Regions from separate parts of the Zea mays genome. Here all the other regions are linked to region 1. The links are chromatin contacts, called in public Hi-C maps. All regions are on one chromosome and are shown on one strand. The core of a region is the stretch at or near the end of the contact, and the rest is flanking DNA. Distances in the headings are between cores, read along the strand shown.

The links. Hi-C and Micro-C count contacts between places; a contact is called where the count stands out from the background.
Region 2: a contact with region 1 is called in a Hi-C map of tassel, with 6 times the contacts expected there. The contact joins the promoter of LOC103633324 here to the promoter of LOC100502414 in region 1. A contact is called at or near these places in 2 of 25 Hi-C or Micro-C datasets (leaf and tassel).
Region 3: a contact with region 1 is called in a Hi-C map of leaf, with 2.7 times the contacts expected there. The contact joins the promoter of LOC103633315 here to the promoter of LOC100502414 in region 1. A contact is called at or near these places in 5 of 25 Hi-C or Micro-C datasets (bundle sheath, ear, leaf and 2 more).
Region 4: a Hi-C map of bundle sheath shows a contact between it and region 1, with 3 times the contacts expected there. The contact joins the promoter of LOC100274223 here to the promoter of LOC100502414 in region 1. A contact is called at or near these places in 10 of 25 Hi-C or Micro-C datasets (bundle sheath, ear, endosperm and 4 more) and 1 of 3 datasets of contacts at active chromatin or transcription factors (leaf).

Annotation. Positions count from the first base shown.
Region 1 is chr7:168,267,702-168,271,339 of Zm-B73-REFERENCE-NAM-5.0, forward strand. LOC100502414 reads right to left here and starts at 1,942. Exons shown (of 13, transcript NM_001323959.1): 1 at 1,131-1,942; 2 at 895-1,049; 3 at 487-808; 4 at 1-390. The coding sequence starts at 1,617.
Region 2 is chr7:168,505,495-168,509,132 of Zm-B73-REFERENCE-NAM-5.0, forward strand. It overlaps LOC103633324 (pre-mRNA-splicing factor 18-like), which reads right to left and starts at 1,649. Exons shown (of 2, transcript NM_001319725.1): 1 at 632-1,649. The coding sequence starts at 1,549.
Region 3 is chr7:168,069,710-168,073,347 of Zm-B73-REFERENCE-NAM-5.0, forward strand. It overlaps LOC103633315 (zinc-metallopeptidase, peroxisomal-like), which reads right to left and starts at 2,092. Exons shown (of 26, transcript NM_001347229.1): 1 at 1,844-2,092; 2 at 1,662-1,737; 3 at 393-460. The coding sequence starts at 2,041. It also overlaps the pseudogene LOC103634349.
Region 4 is chr7:168,462,737-168,466,374 of Zm-B73-REFERENCE-NAM-5.0, forward strand. LOC100274223 (Vacuole membrane protein KMS1) reads right to left here and starts at 1,908. Exons shown (of 8, transcript NM_001148594.1): 1 at 1,592-1,908; 2 at 368-579. The coding sequence starts at 1,634.

The DNA.
Region 1 (3,638 bases), core at 692-3,191:
CTTCGCCGTTCCTGGCCTCGGAGCCCACCGGCTTTGCTTCAGCATCCGGCTTGACTGGAGGCTCTGGCAACGGCAACGGCAACGGCGACGGCGGCACAGCCTGGCTCTCCAACCTGTGATCTCGCCGATCTGATTCGTTGGGCCGGAGCTCTGAGTCTCTGTTTCTACCACGGTCCTCCGCCTTCTCTGACTCTCGTGAAGTCTCAGGTTGGGCAGCCGCAGGGGTGGTGCTGGTGCCGCTTTCTGCTGCTGCCGATGTTGCTGTTGTCTTCGCTTCTGATCTTGCCACAGGAGGTGACTCCGGGTTTGATGACGGCTCTGCCAACTCTGGTCTCGCCGGACGGCTATCTTCGTCGTAATTTACCAGCCGTGGTCTCTTCCTCTTTGGAGCTGCAAGATCCAGCGGGAGAGCCGATTAGACCCAAGAAAACAAAAATGCAAAAACAGCGAGGGAAAAAAGCCACAACCGCCAACAGGACTACGCACCTATGGTGGAAAGGGAGGTGGAATCCGACGGTCGGACGCCAGAAGACGAGGGGGCCGGCGAAGAGTTCCCAGACTTGGCCTCGGGCGCGTCCCTAGGCTCGAGTTTGTGGTTGCTCTCCTGCTTTTGCGGGCATGGGAACTGCCTGGTGAGCCCGAACAGCACCTCAGCGACCTCAATCTCCTCTTGGATAAAAGATGGAGACTTCGAAATCTTCGACGGCGGCGGTTGTGGCGGGGTTGTTGAAGGCGCTGGGGACATCGACGGTCGCTGCTTCGGCGCTGGTCCCAGACCACCGCTGCTCACACCGCCACCCAATGTTTTCTGATAGGCAAAGCCGAAGAGAGAAAAAAAAGTTAGCAAGCAAGAGCACCATGGAAAACGAGGGGCAAAGGCCTCTAGAAACCCACAAGCTTCTTCCGAGGAGCGGCAGTAGAGGCAGGCGCCGGAGAGATCGGCCGTGACGAAGGTCGTTGGATCTGCGAGCCATCTCCTACGCCGGAGCTGCCTCCACTGGTTCCACCGCCGGGGACAGGCCACTCGTGCGAAGAGCGTTTCGTAGAAGCTGCCAAGAGCACAAAAGCATAAGCAAAGATGAAACAGCCGGTGATGCCAAAAAAATCTGAGCGGTGGTAGGAGAGACTACCAGAGCGGGCTTTCCTCGGGACAGGCACGCCGATCATCTCGTCAACAGCCTTGACCACCATGGGGCTTTTCGGATGTGAGACGCCGCCCTTCCGCTGTATCTGATGCTGCTGGCCGTGGTGGTGGTTGTGGTAACCGCCGCCGCCGCTGCTACTACTGCTGTGGTGGTGGCCACCGCCGGGCTGCGGCGGCGAGGGCGGTGGCGGCGCCGTGCTCGGCGACCGCCGCTGCTGCTGGTACCGCGGCGCGAGCTCCTCCTCGGCGTCTTCGTCGTCGTCGCCGAGGCTGTCGTCGGAGGTGTCGTCGGCGTCGTCCCTCCCGGCGCCGGCGCCGCCGCCGTTGAGCATGAGGCGCTCGCCACGTCGGCGCTCGGAGCGCGGCGAGTCTCTGGGGCCCCCTCCGCCGTTGCTCCTGAGGCGCCTTCTCGGAGGCGGCGGCCCGGCTCCGCCGGACACCCCGCTCCTCCTGCCGTCCCGGATCCTGTCCATCTCAGATCTGAGACATGCGGCGCCGATCCCCGGCAAATCACCGCCGCCTCGCCGGATTCCGACGAGCGCCGCCGCCGCCCTGTAGATCCGGGGTGCAGCGCCTCGGTAATTCTGGCGAATCTAGCAGCGCGGCCAAGGATTAGGCGGAGGAGAGCTCCTCGGCTCTCGTCGCTCTTCCTCCCTATCTCTCTTTCTACTACTGCTTGGCGCTCCCCTCGCTTCTCTTCTGCGGTGCAAGGCTCCGCCCTGCCCTTCACCACGCCAGCCTCTCTTTTCCGGCAGCGTGCCGCTTGCCCCCTTCTCGCTCTTTGGTCTGAGCGTCGTCTGGCCGTTTCCCTCCCCGTCGGGTTCCCTTTCTAGGCGCCCGCCTCGCCTCATCTTCTTTTTGTCGCTGCGCACCCCCGCATCGGACGGTCCAGATCCGCGCGCCTACCGATCCTGCATCCGACAGCGCCGGCGACGAGGGCGCCACCGTAGCGCGGCCCGCCACCGTCGGATCCTTACCGGGCCCACACTGACGCTCAATAAAATCTCTCCCTCTGCCTCTTCCTTACGGCTCAAGCATGGGCCGCCACTGACACGTGTCGGTTTCGGGTAGCCGGGAAAAATCTAATCGTCCACCGGTGGTAGGAGGTGGGTGGGGGACGGGCCGGGGAAGAAGGCACCATTAGCCTATTCATTCAATTATAAATTGATTATAACCAGCTGAGTAATGAGAAAAAATGATTTTAATATAGATGGGTTGTCCGCTTTTGGCGGGCCCCACCTGCGCGGAATGGACCTGATCTGGACACTGCACGGGGTGTTTCACCCCGGTGCTGATGTGGCACGCCCTCGCACCGGTTGCTCGGGTGTTGCCGCGGTTGTCTGGTGGGTTATGTGGTGGGCAAACTACTGACTTGTAATGGAATGAAGAAAAATGGCTACAGCAATTTTCACATATTTACGTTAAATTACTTATACACGGAAAAGGGGCGTTAAGAAAGTGCAAGCGCGTGCGCCAAACAGTCTGAGACGTCAGTTTCCAAAAAGGAACCACACGTTGGCTGGCGATTTGGGATGAGATTATCCACGTATAGATATTCATATTTGCAACACTCTCCTTGCTGTAATGCTGTTCCTAGACCGAATCCAATTTTAAGATCAATGAATACAATTAATCCTCTAAAAGTCCTGTAGAATAAAAATGATGGGAAATATTGATATATTTTATTAAAAACTTCTTTAAACCTAATGGAAAAATAAGGAGAAAGTGATCCAACATGTAATGATTATTGCCTTATTGTAAACTCGTATGAGAACTCATAGATGTTTTAGAGGACAATACATATATTGGTAACTCCTTTGAAACTATTGTAAATGAATGAAAAACGAGATTTGGGATAGAAGTGACAGCCGCAGGGAATTTATATTTATATACAAGTGAAGGGGTGCAAGCCAATAGGTGTGTCTCTTAGCGAGATAATTGTCGCACCCCTTTGGATTGATCACACATATGTCACATTTTTCTAGCACTCTCCCTTGATCAATTCCAACTTCATTTGACATCCGTCAATTGTTCTTTCAGTATATTATTCTCCTTAAAAACCCTATAGGAAAAATAAGGTGTACATCATGCTTTTGGATTATGAGTAAAACTCATACTGACTTCCAAAAGAAAATATGTCTGTAATCAGCATTCCTAAAACCCCCATGGAGTAAAATAAATGATGAAGCATAAAGCTTAGTTGATATTACCTCGTTAAAAACTTTGGATGAGAAAACCTCAGCAAGGTAAAACTCATACTGTCGGTGTTTGGGACCCGACCGCGCACCCGGGTTATCCCTCGAGGTGCTTTTGGGTAGGACGGTGTTACCAACTGTAGCTCGATGGTTCGTATTGGGCGCACGAGGGACGATAGACAATTTTATACAGGTTCGGGCCGCTTAGAGATGCGTAACACCCTACTTCCTTGTGTGGCTCTTTATGTGGTGGATTACAGGGGAGTTCTCTAGCATGAAGGATGCTAGAGAATTGATTA
Region 2 (3,638 bases), core at 399-2,898, 240 kb after region 1:
CATCAGTATTTCGCTCAAGCAGAAAGCGGGATGATATTTCCAAGAAGCTTGCTACGCCCTATAGTGAGACTACATTAGTTATATCAAATCTGAATCTCAGTCACGAACTAGAATTTAGTTGATTGCTCAACTGAATTGCAATCCTACACACTAGGTAATTCCATTTAAAAACAAACTTGGGGACATAGTATGCCAGAATTAGAATCTGCACTAGTACAGAACAAATGCAAAACTAAGAACACAAAAGATGCTCGGGGGCTGTCTCTTCCTGCCTCCCCCCCTCCCCCAAAGTCAAGTTTTTTTTATCATAAAATATATATGACAACCAGAATATGATACTAGCATGCATGAGAGGGAGGTATACAGAAGTAGTGTTTATTATACTTGCACAATATACAATGGGTAGCAGACAACATAACATCAAATGTACAACGAAATGATCTTTCAAGAAAGCATGGTATTCAGAATAAAAGTAACACGTTACATGTCTATCGTAAATGTTTGCCATGTTACAGACTAACTACTCAGTTTACTGATTAGAGTTTTGAATAATTGTGTCAATTTGAAGTGCAATCAAATTAATAGCACAATTTAAGCAACCAACAGATGGAAATTGCATAAGAATCAATACCTTCTTTCTGCAGAACTCAAACAGCGGGCTGAGATACCGTGCACACTGCTTGAATGTTGCAACCATGGACTTCCCCTTTGCTGTCCGCTTCTCTAGCTCAGTCATCTCATCCAATTCCTGGTTCCACTCATTAAGCAGCTTCTTGAAGAACACCAAAATCTTGTCTTCATTGCAAAGCTCCTCAAACTTGGTCCTCATCCTCTTGGAGTCCTTGTCTGCGTCAGCATCATCGCCGCTCCCCTTGGCATCCCCATCATCTGCACTGTCTCCAGCGGCACCCCCGTCGCCACCATCACCCCCACCTACACGCTTGCTCTTGCCCTTGGCGTAGGTGTCCCTCCCGGACTTCTGCCGCTTGCGCATCTCGATCATGTCGCGGAGGAAGTCGTTGGTCTGTCCCTCGGTCATGTCGATGTCGTCAATGTCGTCGATGACGCCGGACTTGAGCACGAGCTTGAAGCGCGCGAGGCGGGCGTCGTCGTCCTCCCCGAACAGCGTGACGGGCTCGCGCAGCACGCGGAGGCGCCGCACCACCTCGTGCCGTGGGAGGTCGAGCTCGTCGATGCGACGCTCCTCGGAGAGCAGCGCCTCCTCCTGCGCGGTCTTCTTCGGCGCGAGGGCGGGCGGGACGGAGGGCGCCGAGGAGGTGGCGGCGGCGGAGGAGCTAGGGTTAGGGTTCGCCGCCGCCGTCTGAGCTGCGGCGTCGAAGCTGCTGGGGTCGGAACCGGTAGCAGCTGCGGCGGAATTCGCGGAGGGCGCCGACGTGCCGCCGGACTTGGCGAGGAGCTGGCGGTGCTCGTCGCGGCGCTTCTGGAGCTGCTTCTGCTCCAGCTCCGAGCGCCGCACGAAGCTCTTGCCCCCGAAGTCGGCCGTCGCCGCCTTCCGCTTCTTCTCCAGCTCCCGCTTCAGCAGATCCATTACGCCCGCCGCCCAGTTCGGCTTCGATTCTCCGAGAGGAGGTGCGCCGTGCCGGCGCTGCGGATACCGGCCGTGTACGCGTATTTGACCGTTCCCCTAAATAGAAGAGGACTCGACTCGACTCGACTTGGATCGCGTCGTGGGCAGATTTATAAAGCGTCAAGCGTGCAAGTCCGTTAGATCTAAAAATCTAATCTCTACTATATTATCGGTAAGTGTCCGTGGCCAGAATCCGGTTTCCTCGCTCCGTCTCCTCTTCCTCCGCCCTTTCCTCCCCTCCGAGCGGACTCCTCCGCTCTCTCAGCTCGCATGATCGAACATTCAAGGTTGCGTGGCCAGTTTTTGTGGGATTAGTTTAGCTGATCCTAATCCGGCCATGGTGCTGATATATTTTGTAGTCGTCACTCTCTCTGCTTCCGCCCGGCTCTGCTCCGCCAGTCCAAGCGACGCACCAGTGATCTCCCGGTGCAATCACACTCTCGCGTACCCTCTCCTCTGGCTGCCTATGCTTCGCCCCCGCTCCGGAAGATTTGCAGCTTCATCACCCCAGCATGCACACTCCCCGTCTCCTCCACTGCTTCTGCTTCTGCCGCCGCTCTCGCTCTCTACGGCATTAGGCCGAACGCTCGGGGGTCTGGATCGTCGGGTTGCGGATTTGAGGATCCGCGTGCGTCCAAGCTTGCCTCGTCGCTCTTTCGCTTCCTTAGGTGAAAGCGCCCCCGAGGGATTCCCTCCCTCTCCCTGCGTAGCGGCTCTGCGGCGGTGGCGGTCAACGCCGTTACGTTCTTCGTCGTGTACGTCGTCGAGGTCGTTGTGCACTTGTGCTGGGCCTCGCGCTCTCCTCAAAGTTCCCCTCAGTTTTCTCCCCCTCCTTGTCTCTTCTCCGGCAACGAGCACCAAGAGATGGTATGCCTACAGCTTTTCTTCTCTTACTATTGCGCAAAACTGAGCAGCACCCAAAAGCCTAACTTAAGATATTTGGCTATTTGTAATCAGACCTGAACCTGTTTCAGGGTGTTCTTCTGAACCATTCTGTATTGATTTTGTTGGACAGTGGCAGTTCACATACTTTTGTCAGTAATCATCTTAGAGACAAACACCAGCCTACTCATGTGGTGCCCATATCGGTTAGTGTTCGTGTGGCTAATGGAGAGGTGTTGCTTTGTGAAGAAAAATGGTTGCAGGTTCCATGGCAAATTCAGGGTTGCACATTTCTTTCAGACATCCTGTTTCTTCCTTTGCGCGGTTGTGACATGGTAGTTGGAATGGATTGGTTGCAAACCTTCAGTCCCATGCGAGTTGATTGGGTACAACAGTGGTTAGCCATTCCTTACCAGGGACAAGAATTTATATTGTATGGTCATACACATCCAATACCAGAGTGCACTGTGGTGGAACTACTTTTGGTCAGTGACGACACATCCGTCCGTCCAAGCTCTCAGTTACCGGATCAGATTCAGGCACTCTTGGAGCAATATGCTTCTATCTTTGAGGATCCTCAAGGTTTGCCACCCTCTCATGATTGTGACCATACTATACCTTTAGTGCCGGGTGCCCAACTGTTCACAATGCGGCCTTATCGATATCCCCCACAATTGAAAGATGAGATTGAACGACAAGTTCATGACATGCTCCAGCAGGGTGTTATTCAGAAAAGTCAGAGTGCCTTTGCTTCCCCGGTTCTTTTGGTCAAGAAAAAGAATAACACCTGGCGCTTCTGTGTGGATTATCGCTATCTCAATGCCTTGACAATCAAGAGCAGGTATCCAGTTCCTGTTTTCGATCAATTGATGGACGAGATAGCAAATACCCAGTGGTTTAGCAAATTGGATATTAAATCCGGGTATCAGCAAATCCTGTTAAAACCAGGGAGGAATTCAAAACAACATTTCAGACTCACATGGGACATTATGAGTTCAGAGTGATGGCGTTTGGTTTGACCGGTGCACCAAATACTTTTCTAGCTGCTATGAGTGAGACTTTACAGTCAGTCCTACGTAAGTGTGTTTTGGTTTTTATTAGGACTTGTTTTCAAATGCTATGAATTAAGAACAAGGCAACATAAAAGGGTTAATATTAGAACCCTTCA
Region 3 (3,638 bases), core at 842-3,341, 200 kb before region 1:
GAGTTAGAGAAAGCTGATTTTTTTTACAATTGTATTAGTCTATCCAGACCAAATAATGGTCGAGGCTTTCATCAGGTCTAAAAACAAGGAAAACCAAAAACACTACAATTAAATGTTTTATGATGGTTTAGCTATTCTAGAATTAAGCTGCTACTTGTCAAGTTCTAAACAAGTTCCACTGTGCCAGCAAAGCTTCTAAGAAAGAAGTCAGTCACCACTAACAACTTGAAGAAATGCATCCAGGAGCTAAAGAAGAAAGAAGGATTTCATTGTCAACCAGCTAAATCCAATAACAAATTACAATAAAACAATTACAGCTGTTTACAGGAATCTATTTGTAAGAAATATAAACAAGACAAAGAAAATTCTCAACCTGACGAAATAAGGCATACCTCTGCAATGTACTTTGAGTAACTGTCTTCTTCTGGATATTTTTCACTGGCATAGAAAAGCATATGCTCTGTAAAATTGGAAACATTCATAAGGATAGGGAGAAAAAGAACAACCCACATAATATTCAATTTTCATCAATATGTTAGTAAAACTGTAACTAAAGCAGTATAAAAGCAGAACAATAAGTGTCTATATATGTAGAAATACAAATTAGATATATTGTTTATATATTATTAATCAAGTCCACAGATATTTAATTATCACCTTAAATGATCCTGGCAATTGGGTAAAGCATCAAACCAAGCAAAAAATGCATAGATAAAATTCAGGGAACTTTATAGAATGTCAGACAACTTGTAGAGTTCATCAACTAAAACTAATTCAACTGAACTTTCAACTAGCATATCATCCATAAATGGGAGCATACCATCAAAATGACAACATGTAAAGGTATTCTCCCAGCATCAATCACATTATTGACGTTTGTTTTGTTGTCATGCATGCATGGTTTCAGATGAGTAAGTTGTCTTGATGCTTTTTCACCACTAAGCCACAAGATACTTGCAGATTTTATGGATAAAACTTAGTTTCTCCAAACTAAGTGACTCTACGACTCACGTTTTTTCAGGGTTACTGGAGTATCCCAGTCCAGATATCATCAAACAACCGATACTTTCTGTAAATTTGAAATATAGTGAAAAATGCCAAGGAAGTTCTTTATTCAGCACAGCATGTTCACTCCACTCATCAAATTCAATGATATTTCGGCTGGTGGTAAAAGTTCATTTTGAAATGTTTTTTTCTCAGAAACCAGTACATACTTGAATGCTCAATGGAATATAGCAGGTTTAAGGAGAGAGAGGGGGGGAGGGGAGGAGTAACATATTTGACTGGACCTAGAGTATCGCTCAACGCTCATCCTCCTTTTTCATGTTTATTTGCACCTAATGCCTAATAGTATAGCGCTCTTGATTTCCATGTATGATCAGAGGAATAGAGAAGTAATATCTGTTTGACAACCAAATGCACATTCAAATGCAGTGTAACAAGCATTGAGACCTAAGTTGCGATAAGACGACACTACGACAGTACATGCAGATAGCACAGAAAAAAATACTAGTGTTCACGTATTTCTCACTTCCAAACTACTCACAACCAATCAGAGAAAAGCTACCAACAAAAAACAGGATCAAGCTGAAGCTCAGTCCAGTTCAAGCAGTAAGCGAGTTCAGGACTTCAGATGCAGCAAGATGAAACCGAACACTGACCGAGGAAGTGTGCGAGCCCTTCCAGCCCATCGGGGTCGCAGAAGTACCCCACCGAAACATTCATTGACGCCGCCGCCTGCAAAACAAAGCACAATTCACAACCTCGAAATCTCGCACCAAAATCCAAAACCCGTCGCCAAAACCCCCGTTCGGTCCATCCTAGCACGATCGGTGTAGCAGACCTTATCGGTGTCGGGGTCGCTGATGAGCAGGCACTCGAGCGAGTTAGGGAGCACGACGCGGCGGTACCCACGCTTGTCGTTGCGGGGCCTGATGATCTCGACGTCCCCGGTCGCGGCCGTCACCGCCGCGGCCAGCGGAGGGGCGGCGCCGTTGGCCGGGTCGCCGGGGGCGTCAGTCTCGCGGGGCCTCGAATCCATCGCAACGAGACTTCACGACCGCGACGCTTGGAGCGGAAATTGGCAACAAAGCGGAGCGGAGCAGTAAGCTGGTTTGGTTTGGCTTTGCTCCCGCTGTTGGATTTGGAGGGGAAGGGTGGGGGCAGACGGCGACAGGCGGCGCGGGTCAGTCAGATATCAGATCGGCTGGCCGGTCGCTTCACGGCACACGGCTTCAAGACTCGTCAGTAGGAAATGGACTGGACCGGCCGGTTGGCTGAGCCAGTCTGAAATAGATACGGCTATAGATGTCAAGCACGTGGTCTGTTAGCCCGGTACGAAACACGTTATTTTAGCACGACACGAGCACGGCACGGTACGGATTAAAGCGGATCCGGGCTCAGCTCGGCCCGGATAACGTACCGGGCCCGACAGACATTTGAGCCTGTTGGGCTGGTCCAAGCACGGCCCGGTATTTGTCGGGCCTTTTAACCAGCCCGTTTATTCTAAACCCCCTAAAACCTAAATCCCCATTTCCCCACCCACCCCGCCGCCAGCCCACAAGTCCCCGAGACCCCGACGGCCCAACCCGACGGCTGTCGTGTCCGCGTATAACACCTCGTCACCTCCTAACGCAAACTCTAACCCACTCTTCCTCCCTCTCGCTCCTGGATCTCTCCTCCCTGCGGCGGCGCGACGCGGCGAGTGCCGAGTGTCGGCATCCAGTGCGCACAGCGCACGTCCTCCCTGCTCCCTGCTCCCTGCTCCCTCCTGCAGCTCAGCAGTCATGGCTCGCCCCTGCAGCAGCAGCAGCGCCGCTGCCCGCCTCCTCCTGCTGTTCGTCGCTGTCGCAGCGGCGCTCCAGGCCACGGTCGTCGCGCCGCCGGTGGCCAGCGGCTTCATCCGCAAATCCTGCCGCGCGACGCAGTACCCGTCGGTGTGCGAGCATAGCCTCGCGGCGTACGGAGGCTCCCCGCCGCCGCGGGGGCTGGCGCGCGGCCCGCGCTCGGGCAGCGTCCGCGTACGTGGGCCGCCTGTGCGGCTCCCGGTCCGGATTCGGTGATGGCAGCCCCCGCCGCGGCGCGAAGAAGGGGTCAGCGGTCGCAGGTCCCGTGCGCGACTGTCTGGAGAATCTAGCGGACAGCGTGGGCCACCTCCGCGACGCGGCGCAGGAGATAGGCGGCGCCGGGATGGTTTTGTGTTTTGCGGGCTCGGGCCGGCACAGGCCACTAAATGGGTCGTGCTATTTAGTCCGGCCCTGCATGGTCAGTCCTACACCGTGCCATGCTCGGGAAGAGTTATGGGCCCGTCAGGCGGTACGGCACGGCTCGATTAAGTGGTCGGGCTTAATTGTGTCGGGCTCAAACGGGTCGGGCCATGTCTCCCGTTTGGACATCTATATATACGGCTTCACGGCACACGCTTTTTCATATACACTCTTAACGATAATAACCAAACTAGAAATTTGGGTTGTTGATGTAACAAACCAGCTCACAAGCTAAAATAAGCTAAGGTTTCTAATGCAAGGCAGGCAGCCCGTCAGTGATTTCTTGCAGCCTACGATCACAAGGGAATCCTAACAAGCCCACCAGAAAAGTCAAACGATCAGCCTTTGTGCGATGAATATGTGTGACCGTGA
Region 4 (3,638 bases), core at 658-3,157, 200 kb after region 1:
TCATAGCCCTTAAAACCCCCTCATTTGTAGCTACAAATGAGGGTTTTTTTTGTTCCCCAGAAACAATCTGCCGCTTTAAGGGATCTGTTGGAGAAAGAATTAAAATCTATCCCCACTAATTTTTTAGATATCCCTTAAAACTAATTTTGAGGAGTTATTTTCTGGGGAGCTCTTGGAGATGCTAAGAGTAAGAGTAAAAAACAGACTGCAGTTTATCACCCACTTTCAAATATTCGTGCCAAAAAGAATAAAAAAAGGGCAAAGCTTTCTTGCAACTCATTATCTAATATGTAGCATTTATGTAACTCAGACTGTTCTTAATCCTGCAAAACACATATGTTCTAATTAATTTAAAACAAGATGGTACCTTTTCATTCAGGCCATCAGTGAACATGAGCAGAAGCCAAGTAGCAACAACCAAAAGCATTGCGGTTTTTAACTGGTAACCTTTTTTCAGAACAGATGAACATGTTCTTTCCAAATTCTGAGCAATGGCTAACACAAAGAATGACAATGTCTTGAATGGTCGCGATGTAATTGTTAGTCTCTCTAGGTCCACACGATGTTTTTTCCGGAGCTCTGAAATATGAAGTGCACCGGTTAGATCATGGATTACACTGCAATATATCTCATTATTCGTTCAGTTAGCAAAGTGTTAAGAAAAGTCATGTTTTAATCTCAGCCTGTAGTGCCATACGGAGAATCCAACGCACACTGTGAATTATTAACATTCTAGGTAACTGGTTCACATATCGTAAATCGTAATTACGCAAATTCTGTAACTGATGTCGCCTAGTTATTAAAAATCAAAGCTGGGCAACCAGATCTTTCAAAAAAATTGCAGTTAACCTTCCACAACACAGAGGCTTTGTGACAGTGACATTGACATATGTATTTGTCTTCAAGCTGGAAAACTAAATTTGCATTGAAATCATGGCATCATTGCCACAAGGGTAATATAACGGAGAAAAAGACAAATTAGTAAAACGACCACTCCTAGATGCCAATATTTTATCATGTAAAAAAACCTGAAGAAAAAAAATCAAGTAGACAATGATAATTCAATCAGACGCCAACCGCCAAAATACGATCTAAAATCTAAATTGATAAGCGTGGAAAACCTCAGTTTTAAGTTTTAACCTTCAAAAGGTATTCTAAAAGCATCCAATGCTTGAATAAAAAAATCACAGATTGGATGACCAATACCAAGCATGCAATTTCGCTGCTAAAAAAGAACGGTTCTACTCTGCTTCGAATCGCGGGCAAGAAAAATAAGTAAACCAAACAAGGAAGACATTCTGTTTTCCTATCCGTTATCCCCAATCTGGCTTTGTAGGAAAGAGTAGGAAAAAACATGAAATATTCCAAGCTTGTAGGAAAACCTCAAAGACACGCATTCGCAGCTCCACGGCAGCTAGATCAGCAACAGCGATTTCCATAATTACGCACCACAGGCACAGATGTCAGGTGTGAACAGCGCAAGATGATTTAAACCCAACAATTAAACCAGACAGCGTATCTCCAAGAACAATGGGCGGACACCAAACAACGCGATCCCTCCGCAGAGCCCGCATCCGATCGACTCACTCACCTGACATAGCCTTGTCCTCGCCGGAGCCGGCGGTAGGACCCATGGCGCAGCTCCGGGTCCCTCTCCTCTGCCGCCGCCGCTGCCGCGTAGATCTAGGCAGCGAGCTGTGGTGTTTGAGCTAGGCGCCGGCGTTATATGATCCGAAAAAAAGGGCGCGAGCGAGCTTTGCTTCCCGTTTGGCGCGGGAACGCCCCTTCACCGTACAGGTCTCCTGGAGAAGGAGGGTACAGCGGCACGAGCCCGGCGAGGCGCAGGCACAGACGAATCGCTCCTTCCACCTGAAAAGATGAGCCTTTTCCGCGAACGCAAGGCGCAAGCTAAAAGCTAAAAAGGAGGGCAAGATGAGAACGGCTTTCCGTTTTTTATGCGCTTTGCCCGGGGTTTCACGATTTACCCCGTCAGGCACAGACGCAACGCAAACGCGGATACATGCGTTGGGGACAAAGGTAACCGATGAGGGCAGGAAACTGACGTGGTTGTTTAGAGATCCGATCTTCAATTCCGTTATTCGGGGCGGAGTTTATGAGCTGCTGCCAACGTTTTTCTTTTTAAAAACCCGAAATCAAAGCTTTAGAATTATGCTGCTAGTGATAGGAAACGGCCTTGGTTTGAATACCTCGTATTCATTTCAATCCATATGTATCGAAGTTGATTCGAGTGTAATTTAGTTTAAGTTACATCTCAATCCAATTCAATACACATAGATTAAGTGAGAGTACCTAAACAAAGCCTAAGGGTCGAGCCACACTATCAAATCTTTAATTTTATATTTAATATTTTTAAGAGCTATAAATGCCTAGCTAGTTTTGCCAAATTGCCAAACAGGTAAGTGAGACATTGGCACATTGCTATTTGATCGAGTGGGTTTAGCTCATTGGTCTCCCGATTCTGGAGAAATTATATATGGGCACTCCCAACCAAAAAAAACTATGATGGTTTGTATATTCATTAATCAATATCTATATCTATATTCTATATTATACTTAAAGCACCAGTTTCAACGGTCGTCACGCGTCATCTTTTTACAAAGAACCCCTCACATTTATCGTTGCACGTCTATATATGGCTAAACGGCGGCTCAGCATGGGCCAGACGCTCGCGGGACACAACTCTGGTCCATGCACGTCATGCCGGCCTGCTGACCGTGACGGGCCAACCTATCGGCCCATTTGTTTAAATCAGCGTAAAATGTTAAAAAGTGGTGCATGAGGTGAGGTTCGAACCCATGCCCTGATGGAACAAGGGTAGAAAATATTGGGTGAAGCTGTCTAACCAATAGAACATCATGCTCAGATGTTTTTAATATTGAATATGTATATATGTATATACATTTTTTTAAAATAAAAAATATAATCGTGTCGGTCCGGGGCAGCACTACGGGGCGAGGCTACAGCCCAAACACGGCACGACGTTCTTGGCTCTTACAAGCATTGGGTTGTTTCTGAGACCACATTGGCGCAATTGACTCCATGGTGTTTGAGGTTGCTGAATTAGATGGAGCAACAATGATTTGTCACACTAACAGTAAAATGAAAGGTTATTTGTTGGTTTTAAACGTTAGTAATTGCTACGAAGTAGCATAATTTATATGGAGCGCATCTAGTTTTTATTGATGCCTGACTTTATCAATCACTCCATATTTTGATCCATCTTTTTTATAAGTTTGAGTTCATGTGACTTATTTTAGAAACTTGAGCTCATAAACTTTCTCTTATTTGGTCTCTGTATGGTGGAATTATGTCATTTTATAATCTCTGTTCGTTCACTCAGTCGTTGTGAACTCTCTTCTAATCGCTCACTTTATTAGCCGTGTTGTACCATGATATATTGCATGGAGTAAACAATAACATCAATTAGCTAAATCAAAAAAATATTATACGGAGAGCGGAGACAATCAATAAACAAATCTTGATTTTTTGTGGATAGTTTACGTGGATATTGTTGTAAGTCGTCGCAACGCACGGGCAGCCGACTAGTGTTAATTAATGTGTCTGGTAGAGAATTGTGCATTTCTAAGATTAAATTAATTGTTAAAGCAATTATGATA